Linked DNA regions of Hordeum vulgare: region 2 is linked to region 1. A link is a contact called in public Hi-C data. All regions are on one chromosome and are shown on one strand. The core of a region is the stretch at or near the end of the contact, and the rest is flanking DNA. Distances in the headings are between cores, read along the strand shown.

The links. A called contact is a pair of places that touch in the nucleus more often than the background predicts.
Region 2: a contact with region 1 is called in a Hi-C map of seedling, with 3 times the contacts expected there. The contact joins the promoter of LOC123399943 here to the promoter of LOC123399930 in region 1. A contact is called at or near these places in 3 of 6 Hi-C or Micro-C datasets (leaf and seedling).

The regions. Positions count from the first base shown.
Region 1 is chr5H:492,620,460-492,625,728 of MorexV3_pseudomolecules_assembly, forward strand. LOC123399930 (GDP-mannose 3,5-epimerase 2) reads left to right here and starts at 1,295. Exons shown (of 7, transcript XM_045094320.1): 1 at 1,295-1,403; 2 at 2,096-2,491; 3 at 3,260-3,353; 4 at 3,553-3,682; 5 at 3,775-3,907; 6 at 4,519-4,726; 7 at 4,827-5,217. The coding sequence starts at 2,097. The coding sequence ends at 4,982.
Region 2 is chr5H:492,899,776-492,904,904 of MorexV3_pseudomolecules_assembly, forward strand. LOC123399943 (probable hydroxyacylglutathione hydrolase 2, chloroplastic) reads right to left here and starts at 1,674. Exons shown (of 8, transcript XM_045094333.1): 1 at 1,458-1,674; 2 at 862-1,047. The coding sequence starts at 1,529.

The sequences.
Region 1 (5,269 bases), core at 45-2,544:
TGACAATCTCCTCATCCCATATATTTGTTGGTGGCATCAAGAATCTGATCGACGTTATTAACATTAGAGTTAGGAGGTTTTACTATGATCTTGTAGGAATAGTTGGTAGGGATCGACATGTCCTCCCATATTCTGATTGATTCACCATCACCAACTCTCTTATTTAGAATCGACCGATGAGCTTCCTTGTTAGTATGGTACAACAAGTATGGGACGATCCTCTTCTTTTTGTAGCCGACATGAAGTCTTTACCATTTTAAAACTTACCTCTTAGAATTCTCACGCCTAATTATGTATTTCATTTAACAGGATTACCACGTTAATGCGAGGATTATCATCTAGTTGGTCTAATGAACCATATGATGAAATCAGGACCATTATTTGTAACCAGTAAATGTATATGTGCAATGCACGTTAGTATTTGGTAGAAATTATTTTTTATGGAGTACTCAATAGAATATTAACTGCACACTAATATTTGGTAGAATATAGTTTTTGAGGAGTATTTGGTAGAACATTAATTGCACGCTAATATTTGGTAGAATATAGTTTGAGGAATATTTGGTAGGATACTGATTGCATGCTTATATTTGGCAGAATATAGTTTTTGAGGAATATTTGACAGAATATCAATTGCATGCTAATATTTGGTAAAAATAATTTGTGTGTGAAATATTTGGTAGAATGTTAATTGCACCATAATATTAGGAAGATATTAATTACATGGTAATTATATGATTATCGCTGTTATTGATATTTGGTATACCATTTATTGCATGCTAAACATATCGATTGCTCGTCACCGAAGCAACATAGGTCGTTGGGGTGACATGTGTGGATTTTTTTTGGTAAGGAGAGCTTCCTCTCCTCGCAAAAAAAAGGAGAGCTTCCTCTCCGCCTTTTCTATTGTAATAAACCAATTTCTTAGAAACATGAATTGATGGTTTTTGAATCCGTTTTTTCTTATACAAATATAGATGAACATTTTTCTACGTGAATGAATGAGAGGGTGCTGCCCCCTATTTTCTTTTCTTAAGAAAAGCTCAAGCTCGTAGGCCCCTACTCATCCCATTAGGCAAATATATAGATGAACATTTTTCTATGTGAATGAATGAGGGGTGTTTGCGACTTTGATGATTGAGTAAATCGTAAATCTTGCTCAAAGTCTCTCTCTTTGAGACAATCTTGCTCAAAGTCAAAAGAGCTTAGCTTGACTCCAAGTGACGATCCGATCCATCTAAAGCCCGGCCCGGCCCGGCCCGGCCCATATGGGGGCTATAAGTAACCGAGCTCGTCAGCCTGACCAGATGCCCCTCATCATCCTTTCCTCTCCGGTACCCAGAATATTCTGGGGGAGAAAACGGAAAAAACAGTCCTCCAGCAGCTCCCCGATTCCCTCACAGGTTCGTCCCCCTGCCATTTTTTCATTCTCAGATCGAGGGGTTGACCTGCGGGAGAGAGACATAGAGGCACAATCGTGGCCATCCATGGCGATGCGTCGGTGAGCCGCCGCCCCGGCGAGCGGGAGGCGCGGCCGCCGCGGCGAGCATGGGCGCGGGGTCGGTAGATCTGGTGGGGCCGGGCACTGGGTGGCCGGCGCTCGCTGTCGGTGGCGGGGATGATGAAGCGCTTGTCGGTGGCGGATTTTTTGTTGTCCCTTCTTGGAAGAAAGGGAACTGCTCGTGCGGTCTATTATTGCTTTGGTTAAGCAGTCAGCTTAGCTAGTCATTCGTCCATTATTGCTGTTGTTGAGCAGTCCGCTGGCCATCATGTGGCCTTGTGTGATGGATGCTCATTTGAACCCGGCTTCATCAGTCAGTCGTCAGGTGGTGTGTCACCCGTCCGCTATGCAATGATTAAATGTTTTTGCTAATGTGTCCGTTCAGCTACTTTTACATATCTTGAATATACTTACATGATTATGCCTCACGATTTTACTAGGTACATTTTGCACCACGTTTACAAACAAGTTCTACGCCTTTAGTTGTCGAAATCGGTTGCTTGGTATAAGAGAGATGTTATTGTTCGCCGTAAGAGGTTGCGGTCCTATGCTATTTGGTTGCCATCTTACAGCTTTTAACTTGCGTGTTTGTAGAATGGCGCTCAACGAGAAGTACACGTACGCCGAGTTGGAGAAGGAGCCGTATTGGCCATTCGAGAAGCTGCGGATCTCGATTACAGGAGCTGGCGGCTTCATAGCCTCCCACATTGCAAAGCGCCTCAAGGGCGAGGGGCACTACATCATCGCCTCTGACTGGAAGAAGAACGAACACATGGAAGAGGATATGTTCTGCCATGAGTTTCACCTTGCTGATCTGAGGGTCATGGACAACTGCCTCAAGGTAACCACTGGGGTTGACCATGTTTTCAATCTGGCAGCTGATATGGGAGGGATGGGCTTCATCCAGTCCAACCATTCTGTCATCATGTACAACAACACTATGATCAGCTTTAACATGCTTGAGGCTGGTAGAATCAATGGTGTCAAGAGGTAACAATCCATCCAGTACTAGCTTCTATGGACCTCTTGTTTTTTCATCTGGGGAAGCTATATAAGATGCTAACTGTTATTGTCTGTTTAGGTTTGTCTTTTTTCGACAAAGGTTTAGGTCTGTCTGTCCAAAGAAAATCCTATAAATGCATAAACTCCACATATATTGTGGATTAGGCAGCAGTATGTCCGTTTCTTGTATAATTAAGGGGGCTTATCAACATCTTTGTTCAGTTCATGGATATGGAGAAATGAATGTTCCACATTAAGTACATTATTAGGGAAAAGTAGTAGAATTCCTATTTATGCATCATGGTTATGTTTGCTGAGATAGCGTTCAAATGGGCCCATATAGGGGCAAGTTTTTATTGGGTTACTTTTTGCAATATGATGGGTTGATGTAGCGACTCTTTGTTACATTGGCGTTAAGACCAGAAAATGTTAAAATCTTTGAACAACATCTTATCTGCCCCGACCTTTTATCTCGCAATATTCATTTACATAACCAGTATCATATTTAACTAATATGTAATGGTTTGGTAAGCTTAGAAGCAATGAAGAAAAATGATCCTTCAAAACATTGTCCCGCACTAATCACAAGAAAGAAGAATATGTGTTCAACTACAATAATTTTGACCTAATGCAGAAAGTTGCAGTTTTGTTTAGTCATGCAGATGGAAGGAAGGAAACCATATTGCAACAGCAAAACAGTAACCTTAACAGTTGACTCAAGCCAAATGTTAATGAACTTCAATTTCCTCCCTGCAGGTTCTTTTATGCTTCGAGTGCTTGCATCTACCCTGAATTTAAGCAGCTGGAAACTGTAGTTAGCTTGAAGGAGGCGGATGCTTGGCCGGCAGAGGTTTGAAAACTGTAGCACTCATATATGTTTCTTTATGAAATACTCCCTCCGTCCCAAAATTAGTGTCTCAACTTTGTACTAGCTCTAGTATAAAATTATACTAAGCTTGAGACACTTATTTTAGAACGGAGGGAGTACGAACTAACACCTTAATTATTGTGATAAAATAGCACTAACTTCCGCAATGCCTTATCTTTAGCCTCAAGATGCCTATGGCTTGGAGAAACTTGCCACTGAGGAATTGTGCAAGCACTACACAAAGGACTTTGACATTGAGTGCCGGGTTGGTCGCTTTCACAATATATATGGTCCATATGGGACATGGAAGGGTAAGATTTTATCTCGTAGTAGTATATAGGTGTTATTCTTAATGTGTTGGTGAGCTAGCTATTGAAGTTTGACAATTGTTTTGGTTATATAGGTGGAAGGGAGAAGGCACCTGCTGCTTTCTGCAGAAAGGCTCTAACCTCCACTGACCGGTTTGAGATGTGGGGAGATGGTCTGCAGACTAGATCCTTCACATTTATTGATGAATGTGTGGAGGGTGTCCTCAGGTATTTATTTTTTACCAACTTATGTTTATCTAGTCTAGTATTTCTTATTTTTTGCTATCAAATCTAGTACTGGTACGTCCTACTTTTTTGCTTTTGCATGCCTTATGTTAGCATCAAATAAATTTAGCATGAATTGCTCTATCTAGTGTGGATAATAAGACAAGTTGTGCTGAGATCACAATTAATGGGCTGCAGCTTTAGTTCTAACTTCCAAGGGAAGCATCAATTGTTTTAGCTTTCCTGAGACTTAAAAGTTTCATATGAAATGTTGATTCCCAGTCGACAGAATTGCAATTTGACAACCACCTGTTAGTAGATTAATTTCTTAATTGATTGTGATGGCCCAGCGAACAATTTTATCTCACAAGTATTCCAAAAGCTGGCAGTGATTTCATTTATTTTTGGGAGTGTCACAAGTTCTATTGCAAATTCTGTGATGTATAGGCTATTCTTATCAAAATACTACACATGTGTTCCTAATGAGTATCATGTTAAACCAGTGAATCTTCATTCTCATCCTACCATAAATAAATAAATTATAAAGTTCTCTCTTTTGTTCAAGAGCAATTTGATTTTTATGGCTGCTAAAAAATTGTTTTTTCAACCTTCAGGCTCACAAAGTCTGATTTCCGCGAGCCTGTAAACATCGGGAGTGATGAAATGGTGAGCATGAACGAGATGGCTGAGATAGTCCTGGGCTTCGAGAACAAGCAGCTGCCCATCCACCACATCCCTGGCCCCGAGGGCGTCCGTGGCCGTAACTCTGACAACACACTCATCAAGGAGAAGCTTGGCTGGGCTCCAACCATGAGGCTGAAGGTACCCTCCTGAAATTTTCAGAAGATCCTTTTTGTTCTGTTCAGTCACACATATACAGATGCTCATCACTCGTCAAACTGAATCCAAATTCTGCCTGCAGGATGGGCTGAGGATCACGTATTTTTGGATCAAGGAGCAGCTGGAGAAGGAAAAATCCGAAGGCGCAGACGTGTCGGCATACGGATCATCCAAGGTCTGCACCACGCAGGCACCGGTCCAGCTTGGCTCCCTCCGCGCCGCAGATGGCAAGGAGTGAACACTCTCGCCTAGGCAAGGAGATCAGTTGTTTGTCAGTTGTCACGCCATTTCTTGATTCAGTCTGAACTTTCATATACTGCGTGAGATTTGTAGCTTTTTGTGCTGTTGTAAACGGGAATAACTGCTTGGCGCAAGAGGATGTTATTAATGTTAAACATTTTATTTGTACATGTAAAATCCGGTCAGTTCGTCTTAATGACAACAATGAAATAATATTTTGTTACTTTGTGAGATATTCACGAGTCATTGTTTGGACCTTCTTTTCGAATGATAATTTTTAGGGTA
Region 2 (5,129 bases), core at 424-2,923, 280 kb after region 1:
TGCAGATCATAGTTAAGAAACAGCAGAGCGAAGTTCAAGGGTATGAATGGCAAGCAAGAAACATCCACAGAAAATAGGATACATAAGATGGAAAGACAGCAGAGGTTTTTTTTTTTTTGTTCAGCATGAAAGCAATCTTCAATCCGGCGAGCAATAAAATGTGCAAGTCACACACTCATAGTATCATGCTATTCCCTCTTGAAACAAAAAGTCTGTATGTATGAAGAGTTGTTATATCTTCGAGAAATACAAGTAATGCTGCTCAGACCTTAATCTAAAGATTCACTGTCTGAAAGAAACTGCAAACATGAAGGGTGAAGAGCAACTAAAGAGAAGTGGACACCATCTGGCCCACCATAGTACACTTACACTTGATAAGGTTTGGCAACAAAGATGCAGTCTAACGTGTTGAAGATATATTGTGGTGGTTAGGTAAAAGGGTAAAGAGCAGCAAGATAGAGAAATGAACTAGAATAAAGCAATAAGTGAGAGTGGAAGAAGAATATGAGGAAGTTTTTTTCAGAGACGTGAACCATTTCCTGTTGAGAATGGACCATAGTTTCTTTCCAAAAGCAATGCTGGTCATGTTAAAGCAATAACATGTGGTTGTGAGAAACTCATCAGAAATGGTTATAGCTAGTCCCCCTCAATAAATAACTTTTGACTGTTGATTGCCTCCTAAAGAAACTAAACCAGCCCAACTTATATTTCACTGCTATGTATGCGCCCAAGTCAATGCAGCGAACAGACGCTTACATTTACAGGCAAACATCTACAACACTTGCACTAAGTTTCAATAGCAATTGACTAAAATGGGATGTATGGATAGAACTGAACCCTCAAGAGTTGCAGTGCACTCACGAGCTCGATTTGCAGCGACGAGGAGACGCTGGTCATGTTGCAGAGGTAGCGCGCGGCCCCGAACATCCGGCCCACCCCGTGCAGCGTCCTGAGGGGCATGACCAGCAGCGTGCCGATCCCGTACATGAGCGGCTTCCCGAGCCATTTCCTGCTGACCCTCGGTATCAACGACGGCTGCCCCCTAATCTGCAGAAACAACAGCAGCCAGCAGTATCTTTCAGAACACGCAATCCACAGCAGAGAACCAGATCGCGCGGCTAGAACAGCCAGATCGCCGAGACCAACCCCCCGCCGCGCGCTTGTCATACAGCACACGCCCGCATAAATTAATCGAAGGAAATTAGGTGGAAACAGGGGCGCTGCGGGGCCGCCTCGGCGACAACGCGGGAACCGAGGGGCCGGATCGCAAAAGCCCCACCGGCCCCGCTCCTCCTCCTTGGTCCGTTAACGCCGAGGCGGTTGTTGCAGCGGGCAGCAGCGATCGAGCGCGTCCCCGGCGGGCGGGCGAGGGGCCCCGGCCCAGATCCAAGCGGGCGCCGCGAGGCCCCGCAGGAATCGAAGGCTGAAGAGAGAGAGGGGGGGAGGAGGTGTCGTACCGCGGGGGCGGAGGAGGAGCAGCGCGGGAGGGAGGAGACGACGAGCGAGCAGGCCTTGGAGAACATCCGCATTCCTGCCGCCTGCTCTCGTCGCGTCGCGTCGCGTCGCCGCCCGCGGACGAGGCGCGGCGGTGGGGGAGGTGGGGGTGCGGGGGAACGGAGAAAGCAATGGAGACGGGGAGGGACGGAGAGAGACGGGGAGGGGAAGGCAAGTAGTAGTAGTGGGGGAGAAGCGAGGGGGGAAGGGAGGGGGGAGGTTGGCCGGCTGTGATTGTGCTGTCTCGGCCGGGCCCGGGCCCGGGCCCACCGCGGGAGCGGGGGCTTCTCTGCTGCGCGGCGGGGTTCCCACGTGGCGCCTGGGGATGCGTCCGTCGCGGGATCGACGGATCGGGCGGGCGGGCCGCGGGCGGGGTCGTCGGCGGCATGCGCGCGTGACGTGTGAGTGCGTACGGCCGCGGTAGTTGGTGGGGGCCTTGGACGCCGAAGCGCGTATTTTATGTGGGCACACGGAAGTTTGCTTACGTTTTTTCTTGGCAGAGGAAATATTTAGGCACCGGGTGAGTTCCTCCACGGACACTCGAACGTTCGCTTTCTTACGTTAAATACTTCTTCCGTCTAAAATTATTTGTCGCATAAATATAAGACAATGATATATCTAAAATTAAAATACATGTAGATAGATCCATTACGATGATAAGTATTTTCAGACGAAGAAAGTATGTAAGTACATATGTGCATATTGCTGCTCATATGTGGCTCGTGCTATCTTACAACCAAAAAAAGTCGAGCGTTGCTTTTCTTCGTTATTTCGTGCAAAACCGCAAGACGAGATACAACAGAACTTATTACAGTAGACAATTATGAAGTCGTTGTGCTAAGATTTGGTAGGACCATCGCATCAGGATAACAATCTCATCGATAAAAGAAAACTGTAGATTAAAATGATCCAAATTGCATACACAAGGGCGCAAAAAGACCGAATCCGAACGGATCCACCAAAGACACACGCTGGTCGAATCATATGAGATCTGTCCGAGACACCTCCACACACCCTCCAACGACGCTACAAGCACCACCAAGACGAGGGTTGGACGGGAGGAACCTTATTTCATCTTCAGAAGGTCGTCGACGCCTCGTCTCCCTGAGCATGGCACAAAACCTGAATAGATAAAAAACACCTAAAAACGAAGCTTTCTCGCCTAAGAGGACCGGGATCTGTCGTGCCTCCATGGTCCTAGGACCATAGGAGACGAAGCAGACCAGCAGCAGTGTCGGCGAGAGGTTGAGGAAACCCTAGTCGAGAGTCGCCTGGGTCTTCGCCTCAACGAGAGAAAAACGATTCAAGTGTGTGCGGAATCAACGTCCGAAATTAGTTGTCGCTCGAAATGAATGTATCCAGCACTAAAACATGCGTAGATACATCTGTTTGAACGTCAACTAAGTGAGGACCGTCGGAGTAAATTATAGCAAGCAAATGGTGGTGACTCCAAGAGACAAACACAAGGCTAGCTAGGTGTGTTAAACATGTATACAAGAGAGCCCAGAAATATAAAATTTACAACTTGACCCTGGGATATTCATGTGCCTGACCTATTAATGGCGTATCACTAGTCATCTCGCCATTGTGGCACCCCTAAATAAATATGCGAGTAGGCCACGTGCTCTATGCCCCAAAGTTAGGGTTTATGTTTCCCCCGTCTCCGGACACTAGGGCACTCATCCCCTCCAAACTTCGCCGATGAGTCCATGGATCCACCTTCCCTCTCCGTTCCCGCTTAGGAAGCGGGTGGCATGAATGAGGATCCCGATGCCTCGGTTTCGGCTAATAATTTATGTTATAGGGTTTTCTCATCGGGGCGGCGTTTCGGCGGATGGCGGCGCTTCATCTTCGAGTTGGTCTTCTGGGCTTTGATCCTCCTCGACTTCGTCCTTTGAGATGGATTTGACGGAGCTACAACGTAGATTCATGTCGTCTTTTTGGGGCGGTGAGGTTAGGGTTTCTCGTTGTGCGTGTGTGCCCGCGAGATTTGATGTTAGGCACTTCAGATCAATTCAAAGGTTCAATGCCGACGATAAGGGCTCTAGGGCGCTGGTCCTTAGGGGCACGTGCATGAAAACTTCATGGGCTTCAACGATTAGGTCAAGCCGACTTCGATAGAGGACCGGCGACACTGACTTGTCGGTGGCTCATTCTGGCAGCGGCAATAGTCGTTTTGTCATGCATGATCCTCGATCTAATTTTTATTATGTTTAGAATACTTTTTACTTTTTACAAACCTTTTTAGTATATCATATATTTGGGTCCTTTGTGCCAAAAAAAGAATAGAAAGACACAAGCAACCTCTACACCTAGTTTTGAAAGTGTTTTATTGCACACCATCACTGACAGAGTTTAGTGTAGTGCTGGGGGTTTAGTGTAGTGCTGGGGTTGTGGCCAAGTCATGCACAAATCCCTTAAGGAAGATAAAAATAGATTGCTTAGATGGGAGGAAAAATTATATTTTGCCATTAAGAGCATCTCCAACGCCGATCCACAAACATCCCGCAACCACCGGATTGCGCTATCCGGACTGCGGAACCCATCCAATGTGGTCATGTATCGGTCTGCGGTGTGGTGCAGACGTGTTTTCTCTCGCAAACTGGAGACAAACATGGGGGACTTTACGGGAGTATGGACACGCGAAACGTCACCTTCTGTCCCTGGCCCACCCAAAGGAAGGTCCCCCCCCCGCCGCTTTTGTAGCATTACACATTGTTTTCATGCCAAAATCCCCCACTCTCTTCTTCCATTCCCCGCCACTCTCCGTCCAATTCCCGCTATTTTATCCCACCCTCTCCTTCCTTCCATCGTCGATACATGGAACCGTCAGAGATGGAGCCAACGGAGGTGTCGAAGGATCCAAGCATCACTCTCGCTCGGAAGATCATATCGACGACGCGGCAAACTCGCTACGTCAAAGCGAAGGTCGCAAAGGAGGAAAAGCTCAAGAAGCGGTTGGTCGTCGGTGGGACTGGTGATGGCGATGGGGCGGAGGTCGTGGCGGTCGGTGCAGTTGTGGAGGATGTTGCTAGACGAGCGCGCCCAAAGTACAAATGGTGTTGTGGATAGAGCCTTATAAGCCTTCGTACTACTACACCGCCAAGCAGCTTGAAACCCCTGCCATAGGGTGCCTTACATCGTCGAACCCTGTCTAGGTGGCATCGTCGAACCCTGTCTAGGTGCCATAGGGTGGCACCGCTCTTCTACGAGTATTCTTCGTTGCAACTTGTATAGGTGCGAACGGTGCTCGTGGGACAGATGGGTGCCCGCATGTTGTCTGTTGCAATGCCTAGAGCAGGGGAGCGAGCATACGATACGGATAAGGAGATGCTCGACATCATCTATGATAGAGGTGATGGAGGAGGAGGGGCTATGAGGACAGGCAAATGAAAGACTTGGATCCCACCTAGTACGGCAACTACCACCAGCAGCAGTCCTACACCCAGACTAGGGATGGCACACAACATAACATCATTGGACCGCCGCAGAGCAGCAACCGAAGGGGGGAAGAGGACGACGACAACGGCGATGATGATCTGCAGGACCGTCTTCAGGATTTCAGGGCCCCGGTGCGAAAAGCAAAATAGGACCCTAACATTTAAACAACATACAATAACGCAAGCCTAATCCAC